Regions from separate parts of the Salmo salar genome. Here region 2 is linked to region 1. The links are chromatin contacts, called in public Hi-C maps. All regions are on one chromosome and are shown on one strand. The core of a region is the stretch at or near the end of the contact, and the rest is flanking DNA. Distances in the headings are between cores, read along the strand shown.

The links. A called contact is a pair of places that touch in the nucleus more often than the background predicts.
Region 2: a Hi-C map of gill shows a contact between it and region 1, with 4 times the contacts expected there. The contact joins the enhancer-like site here to the promoter of LOC106585191 in region 1. A contact is called at or near these places in 2 of 3 Hi-C or Micro-C datasets (gill and muscle).

Annotation. Positions count from the first base shown.
Region 1 is chrssa24:6,277,391-6,283,529 of Ssal_v3.1, forward strand. LOC106585191 (ephrin-A5b) reads right to left here and starts at 3,229. Exons shown (of 4, transcript XM_014171127.2): 1 at 2,114-3,229. The coding sequence starts at 2,238. It overlaps LOC106585192 (a long non-coding RNA gene), which reads left to right and starts at 3,361. Exons shown (of 3, transcript XR_001323918.2): 1 at 3,361-3,527; 2 at 3,675-3,833.
Region 2 is chrssa24:6,662,300-6,668,438 of Ssal_v3.1, forward strand. The region is part of intron 6 of LOC106585190 (F-box and leucine-rich repeat protein 17); the gene reads right to left. Among protein-coding and RNA genes, the nearest start is that of LOC106585190, 11 kb to the right of the region's middle. Within about 2 kb of position 2,857, at least 1 of the 13 cell types and tissues checked has an H3K27ac peak or open chromatin away from gene starts, as enhancers often do. A contact at or near this core is called in gill, where this site is marked.

The sequences.
Region 1 (6,139 bases), core at 1,979-4,478:
AGAATTAGCTTAGGGGCTTCAAACAACAAATAGTGAACAGCTAAACCCGCATTGGAAATATTCAGACCAGAGTTAATGGTGAAAAGGAAAGTCATAAATACTCATTTAAAGTTAAAATAACACATAAAATAAGCTAAATATGATAAGTAAACATATTTTTGACTATGTAATGTGTGATTGTCTGCTATTAAAGTTTTCCAGAAAATGTTATTTATTTCCGTAAACATATTTTTTTATTACATGTACTCTGTAGAAAACGGCAATAGCTAGACTTTCTATGATATGGGTTCAAGGAAATCTAAAGGTCAACCTACGCTGACCTTATTCTCACTGTAATACTGCTACATTGGTGCTTTATTGTACCACTCAATACAGATAGATATTTTCATGAATATGATGAATACACATCTTGGACACACATCTTCTTAGTCCTATAAATAACTATGTTTGTAAAACTCTTTTCTCTCTTGATCAATTTCAATATTATTTTAAATTATTCGATACAAATATTTTTTCTCCACGAAAATAAAACCATTTTTTTTTGGCCAATTCTTGTTGATATCACCCATATTTTGTGGAAAAGTTTCAGATTATAATGTATCCTAACAGCTACATGCACGCTTGGATGTCCAACGTCTTTTATTCAATATTCAAGAAACTAAAGTTCGTTACATCAACGAAATCCATTAAGTGGGTTTTTTAGGTGCAAAATGTGGTTTGGAACTTTGTTTGTTTATGAATGTACCCCTCAAATAGGTTATCATTGCGAGCACAATGGTTTTGGAGCAGAAGTGTCACAGTTCCCGAACTACCTGGCCGTGGGCTAATAAATTGGTGGATACATTCTACATTTCCTATTTTGATCATCAATTTATTTGAATGTTTGTGATTTTAGACTGTATGCCAATAACGTTACCTATCGAAACTCGCAAGAAGTAGAACACTTTAGTGCAGCAAAACTGATTGCTTTCAGAACTTTTTGGGACTTTTCAGTCATCCTCCAATTGAATTACACCATTTACATAGGCTATTAATTACATATCTATGACTTAAACCTATAAACCAAAATAGTCGCATAATGATATAATAATTCTAAGTAGGTGAACAATTTTTGGGGGAAATCCAGAGGAGTTTTACCTTTTCCATTGGATTAAAACATGTTTTCCGAATGAGAACAATAAGTGGATTGGATAAATCCTTGGTGAACAGCTCATATCATGATCAAAAGAAAAGACAAGAAATTAAAAGACGAAATGAAGTCCAACCTATATCAGCCTGTCGAAGCTTTTTGTTCCTGATTGAGTGGGCAAGGCCTATTGATTTCTGATAATCTTCAAAATTGTAAGAGGGATCCGCAAATGTGCCGATAGGCTACAACTAGTGCCAATACATAAACTGAAGGCCTAAAGACTTGAGTGGTTCCCCTTTTCACCCCGCTTGTTGTTCTTACAAATACGAAATCTGGGTTAATCATGGTGCCATGTTTGACCAGCATTTGCTACCTGGAGTGGAATTCCGCTCCTTCGAAGATGAGAGAAGTTGGCTACAAATACGCGAGTACGCCGTCCAAACGACGCAATGATCCACGCGGTATCCTACATGCGCCAACAGCAGGCTTACTCTAATGAAATAACGTTCCATGATTTAACCCGGTGTCTATCCAGAAAACCGGCACTAGCGCCCACTCTTAGGTGGGGGTTAGATTCAGTTAACACCGAATGCTGGTACTGGAACACGCGCGAATTTACTCCCCAACAGTGCGCTTTTCGGGTAACACATCGAAGGCTTATTATATGCCAAGATGACAGATTTGATAACTTGACGAGTTTGATTACTGTTGATTGTATACAATTCAGTGTAGCATATATCCCAAATAGGCTAGCCTAAATCCAACCCGGTGTGCACAGGTTGTGTTCTGTTGCATCAATAGCCTACCCACATTTCTGGGAAATATAACCCATCTGAGTGATGTGTCCAATAGGCAGTAATCTATACCTTAAATAAAAGTCACCGCCATCGGTCTATATATTTTATCCACCGAAACGTTTTGGGCGGCCCGTGTGGAGAACATCGACTCGCTTCGGCCCCACTGGCCGCTCTGAGTGGCACCTACCTGGGGTTGGTTCGGTTCCAGAAGACGGCATAGCGGTCGGCCACCACCTTGGAGCTGGGTTCCTGGCTGAATACACACATCCATATCACCAGAAAGACGAATAGCACCATCTCCACTTGCAGCATCACTACAGCAAAGTTCGGCACGTATTCCTCTTCGATGCGGGGTGACTGCGGCGTCAGTCAGTTTAGGGTACACTTCAGCAGGAGAGATGCTCTCTCTTGTTTACATTTGTGTGCCTTTTCTGTCCTCTGTCGCAGTTTATGGATGGCAGAAATAGGCAAGACAATTCAACAACAGAAAATCGCTATCTCCTGCCCCAAGGTGCGAGAGGCTTTGATAGCGCAACCTGCAACAGAGATGACGCCTCGTTGGTCAATTGGAATCACACTTAATTTGACGACAGTAGCAGGTGAAGTTATCAAATGCGAGTGTCACTGTGGTTAGTGCTTCTCTCTTCAGGTTCAGTGTCTGGTTCAGTTGTATAATATGTTCATGGGACATCCGTTTGATGGTTCCAGTATGCGTAAAAATTACTCCTAGGCCAGACAAAATATGTTCACATAAATATACACATAGGGATATCAAACAAATAACGATAAAACAGTTGTTAGAAGTCCCCTCTAACAGACTACAGCAGTCTCTGTACGGTCATGCGCTGAGCTGGATCGGTGTCAAAATTGAGTAAGGAAAAGGAGCAATATGTGTCCAATGTCCCCCTATAGCTCGTGTCCTTCAATGTCCACGTTTTCAGAGATGGAACTTTGGAAAGCCATATAGGCAACCCCCGATTGTAGTCTAGTCCTTTTTTTCGTAACGGTGTCTCTGCTCCGTTCGCAGACTGGCCGAAAAAGGCAGCTATCCTTTCTCAGCGCTGTCTTGGAAGTGTCAAGGGGGTGGGGAGGAGTCCGTCCTCGTCCTCCGAGCCTCTCTCATGCGCTACTGCTGGGTGACAGTAGAGACGCTTCCTTACCCGGAACCCAAATGGCAGCATTCCACTGCATCCTCTTCATATATAAGCATTGGCGAGAAAAAATAAAACACGCTTTATTCATGTGCTTCTTTCCCCTGATGTTTAGATTCAACGGGACGAGACTAAAGGGACGGTGAGAGCAAAGGCAGCCCGGTGCAGCCAGAAAGTGGGTTCGGTTACAGCCGAACGGAGGATAGTCCCATTGGTTTGAATTTTGAATGGGCGTCACACTAACAAAGCAAAAGCCCCTCCCCTTCCAACCGAACTAATTCAATTACTATGAGGTAGCTGGAAGTATCGTTTGCACTGGGAGAAGGAGCTCAGGACAGGGACCGAGATATAGCCTGTCAGATCACACTGATTAACGCACCGCGCGGGCTATTTCATTACCGAGCAAACGGACACAGACCAAGGTTCGAGTTACGATCTGGACCGATAATGGTGTGTGTGTGTGTTTGTATCTCATTAACTCAGAATAGAATCGAGCACAACACATTTCCTGTTCTTTTGACACACATCTGTAGCCCCGGGTCTATAGCTATCTTGTGATTAAAAAAAACAAACTGCAACAATACATTTTTCATCCAGAGTTTCTCCATGATGACATGACCCTCCACAGCGGATGGATATCCAACTTGTTGCAGTGTGGTATCGATGCAGCGCCCAGACGCCCCGTAGTGGAGACAAGGAAAATCAACCAAGGCTACTCCTACAGTACAACTGGCACAACGAAGTCCGACTACAGAGGTTATGAAAACATGTTATGGCAATACTATATATGTATTTTACAGAGAGTATAGGACACAATAGGACATTTAAGATGTATAAAACATTATATTAAATGTTAGCTAGTGAGACTTGCACCTTTATTTTATAAGGTAAGTAGAGTGAACTACGAGCATGGTGATTAGTCGACATAATTATTAGCTACTCTTCTGTTTATTAGTGTGGCTTGCGAACGCAGGCACACTTTCAATATTTAACTTTTATTAATTCTATACGCGTCAGAAGGTATTGTTACCACAACAGTTATAGTTGAAACTACACAGATATAAAGGGTTAGCCACGTTTTAACCACCGTGTGACAGGTGTCTGTTGAGCCATAGCCTCAACAGACACCAATATTTAACTGTTATTAATATTTAACTGTTATTAATTCTATACGCGTCAGAAGGTATTGTTACCACAACAGTTATAGTTGAAACTACACAGATATAAAGGGTTAGCCACGTTTTAACCACCGTGTGACAGGTGTCTGTTGAGCCATAGCCTCAACAGACACCAATATTTAACTGTTATTAATATTTAACTGTTATTAATTCTATACGCGTCAGAAGGTATTGTTACCACAACAGTTATAGTTGAAACTACACAGATATAAAGGGTTAGCCACGTTTTAACCACCGTGTGACAGGTGTCTGTTGAGCCATAGAGGGGCCAGGAGAAGAATGGGAGGAGGGGAGCTAGAGAGAAGGAGAAGAGGAGGGATGGTGGTGGGGAGGAGATTAGATGGGTCACAGCTCATACTTTAAAATAGTCCTTTTGACCTCGTCCTGGTAGCTGGTGTATACTGAACACACACAGATTGGAACTCAGGCCACTGACAGCTACCAGGAGAGGAGGAGAGCCTAGAGGTCAAAGAACACTCGTTTTCACAGCCACTTTACAGCCGTAACTGCATTCCTTTCCTGCTGGGTCTCTCTCTCTCTCTCTCTCTCTCTTGCTCGCTCTCTCCACACACAATCATACACCAACAATGCACAGACACTAATGTCTGTCCATGAAAAGAAGATTGGGCTGCTGTGTATGAGAACCCCCTACTGCCCACAATTCTCTTTATCAGGGAAACAGCCATTTACCCTGTCCCCTCTTAAACTCACACAAACAAACACAATACACAGACACCAGAAATTCTCTCTGTCTCCCTCTTTAACCTGCAGTCCCATTGGGTGGCTGTGATTACATCTATCTGCTACAGGCCTAGTTTTCTTCCAGGACCATCCACACATTCTCATGGAGAAATAACAAGGAGCTTGAACTCCATTTCCAAGAAAATTGTTTATTTTTTCACTTGATTGATTGGTGTTGAAAAATACAATTTCAACAAAGAACATTGTGATAGTACAGTCGTGGCCAAAAGTTTTGAGAATGACACAAATCTTAATTTTCACAAAGTTTGCTGCTTCAGTGTCTTTAGATATTTTTGTCAGATGTTACTATGGAATACTGAAGTATAATTACAAGCATTTCATAAGTGTCAAAGGCTTTTATTGACAATTACATGAAGTTGATGCAAAGAGTCAATATTTGCAGTGTTGACCCTTCTTTTTCAAGACCTCTGCAATCCGCCCTGGCATGCTGTCAATTAACTTCTGGGCCACATCCTGACTGATGGCAGCCCATTCTTGCGTAATCAATGCTTGGAGTTTGTTAGAATTTGTGGGGTTTTGTTTGTCCACCCGCCTCTTGAGGATTGACCACAAGTTCTCAATGGGATTAAAGTCTGGGGAGTTTCCTGGCCACGGACCCAAAATACCGATGTTTTGTTCACCGAGCCACTTAGTTATCACTTTTGCCTTATGGCAAGGTGCTTCATCATGCTGGAAAAGGCATTGTTCGTCACCAAACTGTTCCTGGATGGTTGGGAGAAGTTGCTCACGGAGGATGTGTTGGTACCATTCTTTATTCATGGCTGTGTTCTTAGGCAAAATTGTGAGTGAGCCCACTCCCTTGGCTGAGAAGCAACCCCACACATGAATGGTCTCAGGATGCTTTACTGTTGGCATGACACAGGACTGATGGTAGCGCTCACCTTGTCTTCTCTAGACAAGCTTTTTTCCGGATGCCCCAAACAATCAGAAAGGGGATTCATCAGAGAAAATGACTTTACCCCAGTCCTCAGCAGTCCAATCCCTGTACCTTTTGCAGAATATCAGTCTATCCCTGATGTTTTTTCTGGAGAGAAGTGGCTTCTTTGCTGCCTTCTTGGCACCAGGCCATCCTCCAAAAGTCTTGCCCTCACTGTGCATGCAGATGCACTCACAACTGCCTGC
Region 2 (6,139 bases), core at 1,607-4,106, 380 kb after region 1:
ATCTCCAATTCCAATTACACATACACACATTTAAGCTAATTAAAACTGTGGTTAATCAAAACTGTGTGTGTGTGTGTGTGTGTGTGTGTGTGTGTGTTGTAATATATATATATATATATATATATATATATATATATATATATATATATATAAATAACAGACAGACATGTTCCCAGGAGCGTTTCCAAGACAGACAGTTCCTATTGGGAATTTTCATGGAAAAAGCCCCATGAGCACTAACATGTGAAGTTCAAGTTCATAGGAGCATATCACATTTGATGTCAAATGAAAGCTAAGAGTTCTATATTTTGGATTTAAAAAAAGGTATATACAGTACATCAAATGTTCAACCATATTCCATCCTAAAAAATGAGGAATAAGCAAAGCCTTGATTTCTGGTCAAATAGATGGAAAGGGGGTCTTTGAAAACATTGAGCAGAAAAAGCCTTAAAAAAGGTATTAGAAATACATCAAAACACAATAATGTTAAAGTAAAGACCCCTTCTACTATATAATATCAGCACTTCTATTGAGTTTTGCAGAAAATATTTGCCTTCTGTAAGTTAAAGAAATATTAAAACCCACATAACTTTAAGATATTTGCTAATTTCTCTCCCTCGTGAGGATAATGAAAGTTCACTGAAGTAGTAAGAAGCAAAAAGGTAGACCTAATAATTAGTTAGTGTTTTTACTGATAATTTGATTTATTAAGTGATTAAAACCTGTCATTCTGTTACCATAAGCCCCTCTCTCTTTCCATTTATTGTAACCAGCCCTCTCGCTCATTGAAGACCGACCGACCCCGGAAGTCCATGGACGTCGAAAAGTAGTTGAAATTTGGTCAGTCCAAATTCTAAGCCAATCATAGACGTCTGTTCCACAAGTTTGGAAAGCACAATACAGTCAATTATACTCTAGTGTACTCTACTGTACTGTAATAAACTCTACAGCACTCTACTGTGCTGTACTGTCCAAACTTGTGAATGACGTTTATGATATTACATTTTTCTACCTTTGCATGTACCTATTCTTTATGGATCACCATGAACAGAATGACATATAGTATAGTATAGTACAGATCAGGGACCCATGATGTCATTCTGTTACCATTATCATGTTACCGGGTGTTAATCCATGTCAATTACTAAGTGATTCCTCATGATACCAAGACATAAAAAGGCCATGATTTTGGGGATTTTTACTAAATGCAATCCATAGACAACTAGTCCTTTGGAGATAGAATTGTTGACATTTGTATCTAAAAACATAATTTTTGAAATAATTAAAGTTGGCATATTCATGCCATTTTGGCTTCACCCAGGCCCCCTTCCAGACTCCATAATGGTTCATCTGTAGGTGCTACAAAGAAAATATTGGTGTCATATGAAGCTTTACCGCTTGCTGTGTAATATGAGTAGTATTTTGACATCAATAGCTTTTTCGACATAAATGTATGAATATAATAAAATACACATGCATATAGAAAATATATCTTTTTTTATTTGGCACATTTCATTATATTACTTTTACATACAAATGTCAAATATATGTCAACAATCCTTCCTCCAAATGACTATTCTATGGATTACTATCGAAAATCCCCAACATGTTTTTGTATAGTTTTGTGATGAATCACTATTGCAGTTCAATAACCAAATTAGATGTTTTCAAACTCAAGGTGTCATATCATTTTTGAAAAACGTGGTCACATAAAATGAGGGAGATTTTACCGTCATTCTGTTACCAAACTACATCTGCACTGTTCTTTGAGTAAATGTGTTTTTGTAATATTTTCTGTGGAAATTGTTAAAAGTAGTCATTGTGCATAGAGTTGGTTTGATAAACTATGCAAATCAGTGATTTTTGTTTTGGCAAAACAACACTGTTACCGTGTCATCACCTCGCTGGAGAAACGCACTTTTATTCCACCAGGAAAGGAGAGGAAGGAGAAGCAAAGGAAGAGGGAGAAAAAAATGTGGCTAAACGTTTCTAAAATTGCGATAGTCCTGTGCAATTGTGAGGAACTAATAGAATATAATTATTCATGTCGAAGAATGGGGTGCGATCTGTTGAGCTGATAAGCCTACACAATACTTTGTCTGTGTTGACAAAACTCTCAGCTCAACTTCCGGGGACGTCTCTCTCCTAGCCAAGGACACATTAATATGAGAAGAGGAGGAGTTTGGTATTATATAAGTCTTTGTCCTCTGAGGCAGACAGAGAGAAAACAGAATATGAAAGGCAAAACAATAAGAGCTCAAAACAACGTCTGAAAACAGACAAACAATCCCTACAATGGCAGAGATTCTGTAAATATGGACAAGATAAATAGAGTATGAACACACACCATTTTATTCTCTACTTACACAGGTGAGGTGATCCCATTTTAAAAACAAAAACACTTTTCTAGTCCGACAAACTTCTTCTGGAAAGTTCTCTCTATTCCTCCTCCCACACGGCAGCCTAGCAGAGAGAAACATTCAGCAGTTCAAATCAGCCAGTTCACCTAAGTACTGTGTGGACACAGAGAGCTGTCAGGGAGATGGGGAGAGAAAAGGAGAGAGAGTGGGTGGGGGAAAGAGAGCGAGAGAGAAATAGAGAGCAAAAAAAAAAAAAAGAAGAGAGATAAAGACCCAAACATGAGAGCTTCACCTGAGAAATCACCGGAGCCCAAAAATAGTCATTCTCTGCATCTGTACAGACTCCATTGGCCAACACACACAGCCAGCCAGCCCAGGCTAACTAGCTGAGATCTGACAGGGAAACGGAAGGTGAGAGCAGTGACTCCAGCCAGTCACACAGGCCATAGAAGTCATTATTCCTCGACTTCTACACGCGGAAGAATAGTCCTCCTACAACACCCAATGTAGTTTTTTTTTTAATTTATTTTTTTAAATAGGCCAGCTTGAAAGAGAACTGTCTACTTCATCAGCTTAGTGTGACAGACTCCCTTCATGAAAGGATTCACTTTTTTTCCCTAAACTGTTAAAGACTTCCAGACTAGATACTGTATGTTGATGAGAGCAGGAAGCCTCGAGCCAAAGAAGAGAGAAACCACCGTAAGAGTCGAGCGAGAGCACAGAAAAGTACTCCGGCTTTTTTAATTATTCAATTAGAAGAAGGCCAGAAAGGAGGGGAGGAGGAGGAAAGGAAAAAGGACAGAACACCAGAGTCGAGGGATCATCTCCATTCCTCACTGATTGAAAGGGACAGGATCCTGTTACATTACATTAGGGAAGGGGGGGGGGGCAGGAAAAGAGAAAGGGAGGCAGTGGGAAAGATGAGGCATGCGAGCGAGAGAAAGAGAGAGGACCTGTCAGTGAGTGAATTGGGGGCCGTTGTGATAAAAGATGTTTCGTAAAGGCTTCAGATGTCAGAGTAGACCTGGCGGTGCCTGGCCTCCTAACCCCACAGGACAGAGGGAACTGTACACGCAACTCCCGCAGACGGACAGAGAGAGAGAGAGAGAGAGAGAGAGAAGGGAGAGGGCAAAGGACCAGGGATAAGAGAGAGAAGAACTGACAATGCTTTCTAAACTATGACCTCAGAGGAAGATGAATTTGTCCAGTGAAAAATGAGGTGAGAGAAAAAGGAGAAGGATAAAGAGAAAGCGAACATGTCCTATTCTCATTGAGAGAAGCCTACACTGCTACACACAGCAGATCAGAAACATTTCACTAGGAAACGAGACTTGTTTTTAAACGCAGTCAACTAAATCCTCTCATTAAAAAACGTCATAGGCTAGATACCGTAGGGCACATATGACTTAGTCAAAATATGTTTATCCTCAGTCTCCCACTAAAAAAAGTCTGTAAATGTAAAATAGTTCATTTATGTTTACGAGCTAAACACAGGAGAAAACATGAAAACCAGCAGCCAAATTCGGATCTAGAGATATAGAGATTTCTCCCTAGGCCTACAAGACAACTGTAAACAAATCACAATTTTGCCCACTTTCCTTCTTACGGAGATTAAATCAATTCTTTAATCTGGTCCAAAAATGTCCAATTAGAAAAGGGAATTACTTATCGAGCTATTGCATTTGATTCCTCAAAACAGTTGGGGAGAGAAACTCAAGCAGGCAACGCTGTGAGAGAATGAGAATCCTCTACGGAGAGGAGAGAGGAAGGAAAGTGTTCCTGTCCTTCTTAATACCAGGCAAACTTAATGACAATATCAGGCCAAAGCAATGAGAGCGGCTAGACATAACAACTCCTAAAAATATTCACAACCCATTTTTCCGACGGCATAATGTGACGAGGAAGCCAGAAAACTTCACGCAATCTCACGTCTGAAAAATGACTGTCTGAAATTGATACTGCCGCGTTGAAATATCATTAGCACCTAAATGAATCTCTCACCTCGCTATAATCGCTATTTTCATAACTATTAAGATGATGAATTGGATTCTAACAGACTGGGTCATTGTTAATAACTTTAAGTGGACTAATTCATCAGGAGCATAATCACTCAGAGGAGTGAGAGATATTTTGAGGAAAGGAAGACCAAGCCATTAGGCTTGAGAATAAAGAGGGCGGATTATGATGAAATGCTATTCAATACACTTGGAAACAGAACTCCTTTGCACATCTCAATGCATACATATCCAGAGAAGCTTTTCATGGAAGTGACAAATGTAGAGGATTCTAGCCAGCCTCTGTGGCTTTGTTAAAAGAGCACACTTTATCTAGCTACGGCAACCTTGGCTGGCCACGTTCAATAGTGAAGTACCACTGACCCCTAGTGGTGAAAGGAAGGCACTGTCAGGGATCGTTCAACAATCACACTTGGGAATAAGTGCATCACTGGGGAGACATGTCAAACTGGGTGGGGTTATGGAATTACGCGGAGACTCCGATTTCGCACTTTATAATGTATGCCAAACAAAAACCATTGATTTCAAAAACTTTAACAAACCATACAACTCTATGCACAATTACTACTTTGAATAATTTACACAGTAACAAAAAAAATAAAAAACACAATGTACTGAAAAAAATTGTGCTGATGCCAAGTTCGGTAATAGAATTTGGGTAAAATCTCCCTTAGTTTTACCTTAGTTACCAAACTTTGTATCTGCACAGTTCTTCCCATGAATGTGTTTCTGTAAACCTTTCAGTGGAAATTGTTCAAAGTAGTACGTGTGCATCAGTGGAGGCTGCTGAGGGGAGGACGGCTCATAATGGCTGGAATGGAGTCAATGGAATGATATCAAACGTGGATTCCATTGGTTGATACCATTCCAGTGACTCCATTCCAGCCATTACTATGAACCATCCTCCCTTCAGCAGCCTCCACTGTTGGACATAAAGTTCTATGGTTTGTTCAACTTTGAAATCAGTGGTTTTTGTTTTGGATACATTTTAAAAAGGAAAAAAAAAAATCTGTTTTAGTGTAATTCCGTTACCATGGAATTGCCCTTATACAATAGACAGTCATCAAGTATTCTAGTCAATGAGGCTTTTTGACAAGCTACATTAGGAAAGGAGTGGACACACTTCAAATATCCAACACGCTTTCAAAGCCTGAGATTCAGGTTGTCAGGATGTCCAAATCCCCTGCAGAACATGAACACAAGCCAAAAATCTGTGTTCAACCGCCGACGGGATGTCTCACTGCAGGGTTCTAGTGTTAGCAGGCCGCTGTCAGAACCAGTGACTACTGGGCCATACAGACACCCAACTAAAATGAACAAGATTCCACCACAACCAGAAATGCAAAGTTCCGATCAGTTTTCCCAAATTCTCAGGTTTTTACAGAATACCTGGTTGGAAGATTCCTGAAATCAGGAGGGAATGAGCTGGAAATCTGGGAATCCTCCACATGAAGCTAGCTCAGGTACCCCAGCCAATGTGTGTGTGCGTGCGTGCGTGTCCAGGGAGTATTAATAAAATGGCTTACATTGCCAGCTGGCACACAAACCAATGGGTGCAGAATATCCATCTTTATTTTGTTGTGTAAGTGCAGACACCCTGTGTTGGAGGACTTGGCGCATCCTCACACTGCACTCTAACAGGGACTGTCCCCAAAACACCCGGACACCAGCAGACACACAACAAGCATACTTAGAGAAATCAGATCTACACAACCAAAAATGCATGCAGTCCTCTCCTTCAGCCTATGCCTCTTCGCATGTCTT